2 separate regions of the Mus musculus genome follow, and region 1 is linked to region 2. Evidence: chromatin contacts called from public Hi-C data. All regions are on one chromosome and are shown on one strand. Each heading gives the region's core, a stretch centred on a gene start, on an enhancer-like site or on the middle of the called end of the contact. The rest is flanking DNA. Distances are from core to core; before and after follow the strand shown. Region 1 has its middle 31 kb from the start of Gm30588. Region 2 has its middle 24 kb from the start of Gm30474.

Region 1 (4,554 bases), core at 806-3,305, 190 kb after region 2:
AAATCAATGAAATAAACACGTCGAGGCCTTGGATGCTTCTCTTTACCTCTGTGGACCTGTGTCTCCTCATCTCCAAGATGAAGGCATTCTAACTCCCAAGTGCCACTAAGGTCCCTGCATGTTGTCACTGATAATGGCAATGTAAATGCTGCATACCCATAACTGACTCAGGGCAAGCCTTGAGAACCCAGTAGAGAAGGATGAAGAGGGGATGGGATGGGGTGGGTGGGATGGGGTGGGATGGGATGGGATGGGATGGGATGGGATAGGGTGGGGTGGGATGGGGTGGGATGGGATGGGATGGGGTGGGGTGGGGTGGGATGGGGTGGGGGGGATGGGATGGGATGGGATGGGATGGGGTAGGGTGGGGTGGGATGGGATGGGGTGGGGTGGGATGGGATGGGGTAGGGTGGGGTGGGATGGGATGGGGTGGGGTGGGGTGGGATGGGGTAGGGTGGGGTGAGATGGGATGGGACGGGATGGGGTAGGGTGGGGTGGGATGGGATGGGGTGGGGTGGGGTGGGATGGGGTAGGGTGGGGTGGGATGGGATGGGATGGAGTGGGGTGGGATGGGGTGGGATGGGATGGGATGGGGTGGGGTGGGGTGGGATGGGGTGGGGGGGATGGGATGGGATGGGATGGGATGGCCCTCAGAATGGTGAGAAGCCATTTTTTAGAGCAGACTTCTTCATGAACTGTGAGACAGCCAGGGAAACAGATCAGCGCCTGCGAGTCACAAAATACCAGCACACTACGCAGCAAACCCCACTAACATCCTCTAATTGGGTAGAAAGTTGTAGAAAAGTCTAAAGTAGAGAAACATTTTCACAAAATTCTGCTTCCCCCCGAACTCACACGGTCACGAGGATGACAGGATCCCACGCAAGGAAGGAACACCTTAGGGATGTTGTAAGGGTTTTCACAGTAACTCTTAGAAGTTAGGAACCAGAACTTTTCACCGTTTTGCAGGGGGATTGAAATACAAAGTGATTTTTACAAACGTTTGGAGCTATCTCTCGGCGAGGAAAACACACCGTTTCCCTGTTTGTTCTTTCAATTTGCTCCACAGACCTTTCCCCCACACTGGTCCCAATAAATCAGTGCACTTCACCAGCACATTTAACGTTGGCCAGACTTTCAATTAGTGACTTTCTCCCAGGCAAGGCCAGCTATGGTCACACAGTTCTTTTCTTAAACTTCTTGCTATTCTCTGGCTCCCAGGAAGTGTGCACCTGTCAGCCAGCCCAGCCCCCACCCTCTCTCATTTTCTTAAAAGCCGGAACTCGGTTTCATTTTTCACTCTTGATTTTAAAGCGGTTGGAAAGCATGAAAGAGAAGGGGCCAGCAAGGGAGGTAAATAAATCTAATCACCGCGAAAAGGCGATGAAAGACCCGTGCCTACGTTTCCTCAATTTGTTCTTGAAATGATCCTTGCCACACTCATTGACTGAGGACCAGCTCTGGGTTCTCCAAAGAGAGGGTTCACGGAGCTGGGAACAAAAGAGCCAGTTCTTTTCAAACACCCATTGGAGTCATTAGTTCCCACCTTTTCCTCTTCACATTTCCAGGCACGGTTAATAAGTAGCTAAATTGACTTCTTTGAATCCTGTGCCTGCTCCTTTCTCTCGCCCACCCTCCTAGACGCATGTGGTTGCGCAGTTCATTCTTTAAGAGGAATGACACCAAGAAAGAAAGTCCTTGAAAAATGGCCACCAGCCACTTAAGAACTACAGACATTTCTAGTAAACTGAACAGCTAAACAGTGGCTGAAAGGGAGAAACGTAAAATCAAACTGGGCAGTGTGGCAGATCTTTCAAGTGCCAGGCTATGTCCCTGGCTCTTATTGTCCCTACGGTGGTCCCTACAGGACACTCCAGGCCTCCTGTAAGAACATACAACTGCCAATGCTCTTCTGACGGTTTTCTCTGGGGTGGTGATGGGAAGGCCTGAGGCGCTGCTGGCCAGGAGCAGCAGTTGGCCTCTAGACAGTGTGGACTGGAGGGCAAACAGACAGTCGTTCGGTCTTCAGTCTCACAGAGGGCAGCTGCTCTGCAAGCCTGTTCTGCTCTGTGTCCCAGAGACATGCCTTGCAAATGTGTCACTGACCACCTTAGCTTTGGGTAACACACAGCCATGGGAGAAAGAGAAATGTCTCCCCCTGGAGGACACACAGGCATGCTCGCTGCCCGTTGTATTAGACTTAGTCTCCCCCACACTCAGCATTCCACCCCATCAACTGCCTGGACCAAGCCGCGAGACCCACTGGAAGCCTTGAGGAAAGGGAGACTCAAGCCACGGATTCTTCAAGTTTCTTGCTGTTCTGTAGCTATATGATCTTTGTCCCTGTTGTCCTGGTTTCATTTCCTCCACCAGCAACCTTGACACCAGGGAAGGCCTGTCGCCTGTCAGAGGGAGGGGCAGAGGTCTTGCTCACTTCACAGGTCTCCTGCTGAGCGCATACCAGAGAAGTTCGGGAACTGAATTTCTGTTTGGTTCAAATTAGAATAGTCACATCCTAATAAGATTTACCTTAAAACTTTACTTCACTCTATGAATCACATAAGAACACGATTAAAACAGAATGCTTTAAGAAATGGTGCTCCAAGGACTTGGGGCTACAGAACTAGAACCTGAACCCACCCCCCAAATACTCAGTAATGGCACATACACCAGGGGCCATCGTGATAATACACTGACTGTCTACAATAGTAAAGTTGCTTACAAACACAGAATGTGACAAATCCTTTCTCCTAAAGGATTCTCTCTCTCTCTCTCTCTCTCTCTCTCTCTCTCTCTCTCTCTCTCTCTCTCTCTCTCTCTCTCTCTCTCTCTCTCTCCTCCCTCCCTCCCTCTCCCTTCTCCCCTTTCTTCCCTCCTCTGTGTTTGGATAGATACATAGATAGATGTATGATAGATAGATAGATTTATAGATGCATAGATAGACAGACAGACAGACAGATAGGTGATATGCAGACAGGTGATAGACAAACCGACTACATATGGTAATAATTGCAGCTTTTGCTTATCTCTTATGAAACATTTGTTTACTTTATGTCCTTGCTTGTTTGTTGTAGCACAAAAGAGTCCATCTCTCTAAGTGTATTCATTGCTGTTACAAATGGAGGGAAAATATAATTAACAGGAAAAAAATAAAAACTGTTATCACATGATGTCTTTTTCAGTTGAAAGGGACATACAAGGAGATAGCTGGCCATGGGACTGGCATCTCAGTTGAAGTCCAAAGGGTTTTCCTACCTCTTCATGGTAGACAAGTGGCCGTGACGACCCCACAGCCATACAGAAGTGAAGACACCGTTTCTGCAGGCTGCATGGACCTGGTTCGCTAAATTCCACTGAGATTCCCCCAGTCACCTGTCATTTCTAAAGATGCAGATGAGAAAAAAATTGTGTGGTGCTGCCTGCAGAATCACACCCCTCCCCCCTCCCCCATCCCATCCCCCCCCCGCACCCCCCCCCCACACACACTTAAAGGAAGAAAGCGGAGAGGCAGAGTCTGGAGGCTAACTTCCCCTGCTTCCGATGCTTCTCAGATTAATCTGAGAATGACACCACTAGGCTGAGGTAAGAAATGCAGGCAGTGGTGGCCACTCAACTCAGTACTTAAGGAGAATCTTCACATTATGTTACAAAGTAACATATTTACACCAGGGGTGGAGCTAATGTCCAAAACAAGCGTCCCCACCTATGATCATTCTGCTTGCTTGTTTGTTTGCTTGTTTGTTCTTTCATTTAAGACGTTTCAGTGACACAGACAAACATAATGAGCCATCTCTACTAAAAATAGAATGTTTCTTGCCTGGCCTGACTTGATGCTGATTTGTGGCGACTGGTTTTGAGGAGAGCAAACATCTTCGATACACAATCACTTATTGAGGGCCTGCGACACCCAAGGCCTGCTGCTGGATGTGCCAACTCAGAGGGACGTGACTCAAGCTGGTGTCTTGAGAGACTTTATTATGATACAGACATTTTTCCAAGATAAAAAATAAAATAAAATAAATACACAACTTTGTGTTTTTCCACAGCCTCTGAAGATTGATTTTTTTCCCCCAAATTCTCTGTAAAATGGAAATTCGGGGAGAAATTAAGATGTGGTTTTATTCACCATTGTTAACTGTGGTTTCTTACCATGGCAGGAGCCTTGGGAGTTTCCTCATTTGGGCCAGAAACAGCAGAGAGGTTCCAATCTCTGTGCTTTTTAAAATATGGTCTTTTCCATCTGTTTCTTAAAATTCTCTCAGCAAAGCAAGGTGATGGTCAGGGAACTGCTGTTTGATTGGACCTAACAGTGCTTAAGGCCAAGGCCAAATAGACCCCGAGGTTAGCTAAAAGGCAGGAATATAGGTTCCTCTGGCCCTAGCCTCAATCCCAAAGATGGAAATTAAAATAAAAACCAAGCCTCAGCTGACAATACCCCTGCCCATCTACTGGAGAATTGGGAGCTAAACTGTGAAAGGCCACATGAAGTTACAGGTCTAATCCACACATTTTCCATGTTCATACAAAGCAACCCAGAGAAAACCCTTCTTTCTA
Region 2 (4,880 bases), core at 866-3,365:
GGGGGCCAGGGTGGTTGCTCTACCTTTGTGGGTAGTCCCATCATTCCCTGTGTGTTCCTCCAAACTTACAAGGTTTGTGGTGGGGTGATCTGGCCTGACCACACTCACACTGGTTCACTGACTCCCTTCTTGGAGCTTCCCCCACCTGCATCCCAACACTTCACACACAGTGAATTCTGTGTTATTATTGTTACAGCAGCCCCTACAGCTCTTTCAGAAAATCCTTGCCTGAGAGCACTCATGTGGCCACAGACTCACCACTCATGGAGAGCTGGCAAGAGTGTCTTGTCCTCCTTGACCAAGGTGATGCAGCCCCACAGGGATATGACTTTATAAATTTCCGAAGGGGGGAGTTCTGTACACTCTTAGGGAAGTTTTGCAAGAATCAAAACTTGAGACTTGCTGGGTCCCTTGGAAGAATGAACATTGCCTCTGGAAGTTGCACTGTCTTCATGTGAGAAGCTAACCTGAGGTCTCCCTCTGTAGCCAGCATCATCAGAACAAATCTTCTCTGAGAGATGACTCTATGGCACCATGAACAACCTCTGCTAGAAATCAGTCTGTCTGTCCATCTCTCCAAGTTCTCCGCCATAATGGAAAATCTTCTGAGAAAGGCATTAGCCTGCTATGCATTTTTGAAGTGGTTATTTCCATTGTTTTTATTTACACGTGTGCATGCACATGTGTGCACCCGTGTCTGTGTGAACAAATCCCATGTGCACACATATGTTTGCAGTACTCAGGAACACCAGAAGATGCTGTTTGATCGCTGGAACTGGAGTTACAGGTGGCTGTGCACCACCTAAAATAGGTGCTGAGAACCAAACCTGGGTCCTCAGTAAGAGCAGCAAGGGCTCTTAGCTACAGAGCCAGCTCTCTAGCTCAGAGTACTTCTAGAAACACATTATAGATGACACTGTTTACGTCATCTATAACATTTTGACATAAAAGTAGACCATTTTTGATCTTATGAGCAGTTCTGAAATGACTTTCACTCTTGTCAGTTATAATTATTTATTTCCTCAGACCAAGTCCTTAAAAGTGAGATTATTTTAGGTCGAATTATATATTTCAAATCTTAAAAAATTCAGATATCCCATTTTCTCTAGCCTTTGAGAACAGTAAAAAAAAAAATGTGTGGATAAGATCAGTGCCTCAACCTACACATAAGCTATTACATTATTTCCTAATTTTTTTCAGGAGCAAAAGGTCCTTCATTGAAGGTCAACCACCTTTCTCATGAGAAAAATGTTCATTTGTTCTAAAGAGGGTTGTGGTGAGGATGGGGCTTCTCAAATTAGGTCTGCCTTCCTTTCTCTCTCTCTCTCTCTCTCTCTCTCTCTCTCTCTCTCTCTCTCTCTCTCTCTCTCTCTCTCTTTCTTCCCCTAAACAGAAAGAAAAAAATTTTTGATGATGTCAAGGGGTGCTAAGCTGAAAGAGTTCAAAGTGCCAAGGGTATTTAGCGGTCTCCCTGCCCCTGCATTCCCAAGCCATGCAATACAAGGAATAGTCTGAGAGCTGGCCGTGCACTTAATCCCACAGGAGCGGCCTTGGCAAGCTCCTCGGGATCGTTCTTGTAATCCTCAGAAGCTCACGGATTCCAGGAAGCCTCCATGCCTTTTGCAACCCAGGCTTGCCTCCCATGAATCTTCCTGACTCAGAGTTTGCAGCATTTGCTAATTTTCATAGAGCGTCACACAAATCCTCTACCACTGTCTACCCCTCAATCATAAAAGTGCCACTCGGATTTACAGCCCCCCCAAAGTCAACAGAGCCTCCCCTTGCAGGCACAGGGGAGAAGGATCTGGAACCACTTGATGGAGTGCACCTCATAACAGCAGGATAACAGCGTGCCACGTTGGTTGCCACAGCTCATCTGGGTTGAGGCTGCCTGGTCAGTGCTTGGATATCTTTGAAACAGAATCACATTCTTCAGGAGGTGGCGACTGTAACACAATAAACAGCAGCTGTTCCCAGGGCTTGGAAATAATACCTCAACATTCGCATAGTGTTTGGTGCCAAGAGTTAGGTCCCGTTATGGTTAAGGCCAACATAGAACTTCTAGGCAAATAAATACATGAGTAACAATGTCCTGTTAGGACTGGAGGGATGACTCGGAGCTTTAGAGCAACTGTTGTTCTTTCAAAGGATGTGAGTCGCCTCCCAATACTTGCATTGGTCGGTTTATAACTGCCCATAACTCCACTGGCATCTGACGCCCTCTTCTGGCCACAAGGGCACCTGCACACACATGCAGCACACACAGACACATAAATTAAAAGTAAATATAAAGGACTGGAGACATGACTCAATGGTTTAAAGCATTAGCAGTTCTTCCAGAGAACTCCAGTTCAATTCCCAGCACCCACCATCTAGAACTTCGTTTTCATTTCAGGGGAGCTGAGCCCCCTCTTCTGGTCTCCCCAGACAATGTACACACATGGTGCATACACACACATTCACACAAAATATTGAAATTAAATGTACATTGCTCCCATCAATTTCTTTACAGTCTTAATTTGTACATATTACCCAGGAATCTCACACACATGGAATTTTCCATTCTTTCCAATCTTTCTAACGAGCACTCCATCTCAGCATAGTCCTAAAAGCTTTCTAAAGACCCTTTTAAAGTAAAAGGCCAGAGCCTGTCTTGTTTATAAGACACCAGGATTCCAAGCTTCCAGAAAGCCCATATAAGTAACCCCAGAAATAGGTAGTGCATTTAATAGAAATCTGAGCTCATCAATTTTACATGATCCTCACACACTGAGTGTGGAATGCTGATGAGGATTTGATGTTGACAGGAGATTCATTTGCAAACACAAGTGGCTGGAGAGATGATTAAATCGGTGAATAGTTTGTCAATATCTATTTCATGTTAGCTCTCACTATCAAGACCAGTAGCTGTGGCTTTGATGACAATAATAAATAATAATTAGGATATGGCGCTGTTCTGGTTGCAAGCATACAACACTTTTTGTTATGGACCTAAAAAGATGTATATTAAGTTATATGTGTACTCCCAACCCTGACAGGCCAGCCTTAACGAACGTTTGAGGGAGTCATGAAATCCATATTGTCTTATGGTCCTTGGTGTGCAGAGATGGCTTCTGTCTTCTAGGATAAAGAGTACAGAAAGCTCGTGTTGTGCACACCTAGGTGACAGGGACAAGATGGGGTAGCTTTAGATCAAATACAACTGCTGGATGTCTGGCTTATTCCTCAATGAGGACTGGCACCAAGCCTGGGAGACAGTGCAGGAAGTCAAGTGTCCGCCTTGACAGCGTGAGGACCCAAGTTCAAGGACCCACGCTTAAAAAGGTGTGTGTGGTGGTGCATGCTTGTAATGCCAGCTCTGGGGAGGCGGTGACAGTTGGGTCCCTGGGGTTTGATGACCAGTTAGGGTGAGATTCTATCTCACAAAACGAGGTGGATGTACCTGAGAAGTGACCACAACCTTCTTGTTGACAAGCGAGGAGGTGAATTGAAGTGAAAGCATCCGAGGGGGCATCCCTGACATCACAGGGCACCGCAGAACATGCTACGTTCTCAGAGAGTCGATTCTCAAGTTCATGGTGCTTGTGCCGCTCACTAATCTCAGGGACCTTCAGTAGGATGGAGGATATTTGAAAGCAGAAATTGGATCTTTTGGGGTTGTGGCCAAGCCCCAACTTCTCCAGTTCTGAGGCATTACAATGCTTGGTGCTTTCCTTAGGATGTCACAGATGCTATTCTGCGGTCTTAGCTACATAAAGAGATAGGGCTTAATTATTTAACATGTCACTCTCAACCATTAAAATAGTGACTAGGCTCTTGCCAGAACAGATTCTATAAAATATCAAAATAAAGTCAATCTTTAAAAAAAGGGGGGGGGAACTATTCAAAAAGTTTGAAAAACTTGTGAGGAACATCAATAGTTCTACCTGCAAGTTTACTCCATGTAAACATTTTTAAGAAGATTCGTGCAGTGTCTAGTGTAGCCCAAGCCGACCTCAGGCTTACTGTATATACCCAAGGCTGATCTCGAGCTCTTGGGCCCCCAGCCTTTACCTATGGGTAGGCTGTTGGGATTGCAGTATGTGCCACCGCTCTGCTGCTGAGGTTTGAACCAACGTCCTGTACATGCTAGCCACGCACTGTAGAGGTAGCTACTGGGCTACCCACCTACCCACCCTCTCTCTTGTTTTGTTATGACACGTACCTCACACACCAAGGGCGTGGAGAGCCAATGGCTTTCCCCATACAATCATACTAAAAGCAAGTGTGTTTTGTAAACGTTTTATGGAAATTTGGGAAAGTGAAAACAGGCTCTTAACAGTTCCCCGCTGTCCAACAAGCAATGTCAATACTGCCATGAACGCCAGTGGCTCAATCAGTGTGAGTCAACTCTACCTCCCTCTCGGTGACTCGTACTTTTGTTATTTTTAGCAGGAGACATGCAACGCTGTATGGTTGGCTCACGTATTGAAGACGCGATTCTCAACTGCTGGTGCTATTTTAGGAGGTTCTGGAAACTTTAGATGTTGGGGAGGGGTAGCTGGAGGAAGTATGTCACAGAAAACATGTCTCTGTCTGCCTGCCTGTCTGTCTGTCTGTCTATGTCTATGTCTGTCTGTCTGTGTCTCTGTCTCTGTCTATCTCTGTCTCTATCTCTGTGTGTGTGTGTGTGCCTCTGTCTGACGCTGTGTGAGTCTTTATCTGTCTGTGTCCATCTCTATCTCTGTCTGTGACCCTGTGTCTGTGTGTGTGTGTGCCTATGTATCTGTGTCTACCTGTGTGTGCATATGTGTGTGTGTGTGTGTTTATCTATCTATAACTGTCTCTCCTTTATCGGCTATGACATGGCTATGTCCCTATCATTAGCTCCCACCTCTATG

What was found. Hi-C and Micro-C count contacts between places; a contact is called where the count stands out from the background.
Region 1: a Hi-C map of myocytes shows a contact between it and region 2, with 11 times the contacts expected there. The contact joins two enhancer-like sites. A contact is called at or near these places in 1 of 15 datasets of contacts at CTCF or cohesin (pro-B cells), 21 of 484 Hi-C or Micro-C datasets (the 3T3-L1 cell line, 3T3-L1-derived adipocytes, the AtT-20 cell line and 12 more) and 2 of 115 datasets of contacts at active chromatin or transcription factors (Th17 cells and embryonic fibroblasts).

Annotation. Positions count from the first base shown.
Region 1 is chr16:93,291,061-93,295,614 of GRCm38.p6, forward strand. No RefSeq gene overlaps it. Among named protein-coding and RNA genes, the nearest start is that of Gm30588, 31 kb to the left of the region's middle. Within about 2 kb of position 2,056, at least 98 of the 459 cell types and tissues checked have an H3K27ac peak or open chromatin away from gene starts, as enhancers often do. A contact at or near this core is called in the C2C12 cell line, the NIH/3T3 cell line, embryonic fibroblasts and 2 more, where this site is marked.
Region 2 is chr16:93,105,421-93,110,300 of GRCm38.p6, forward strand. No RefSeq gene overlaps it. Among named protein-coding and RNA genes, the nearest start is that of Gm30474, 24 kb to the right of the region's middle. Within about 2 kb of position 2,116, at least 38 of the 459 cell types and tissues checked have an H3K27ac peak or open chromatin away from gene starts, as enhancers often do. A contact at or near this core is called in the C2C12 cell line, the NIH/3T3 cell line, embryonic fibroblasts and 2 more, where this site is marked.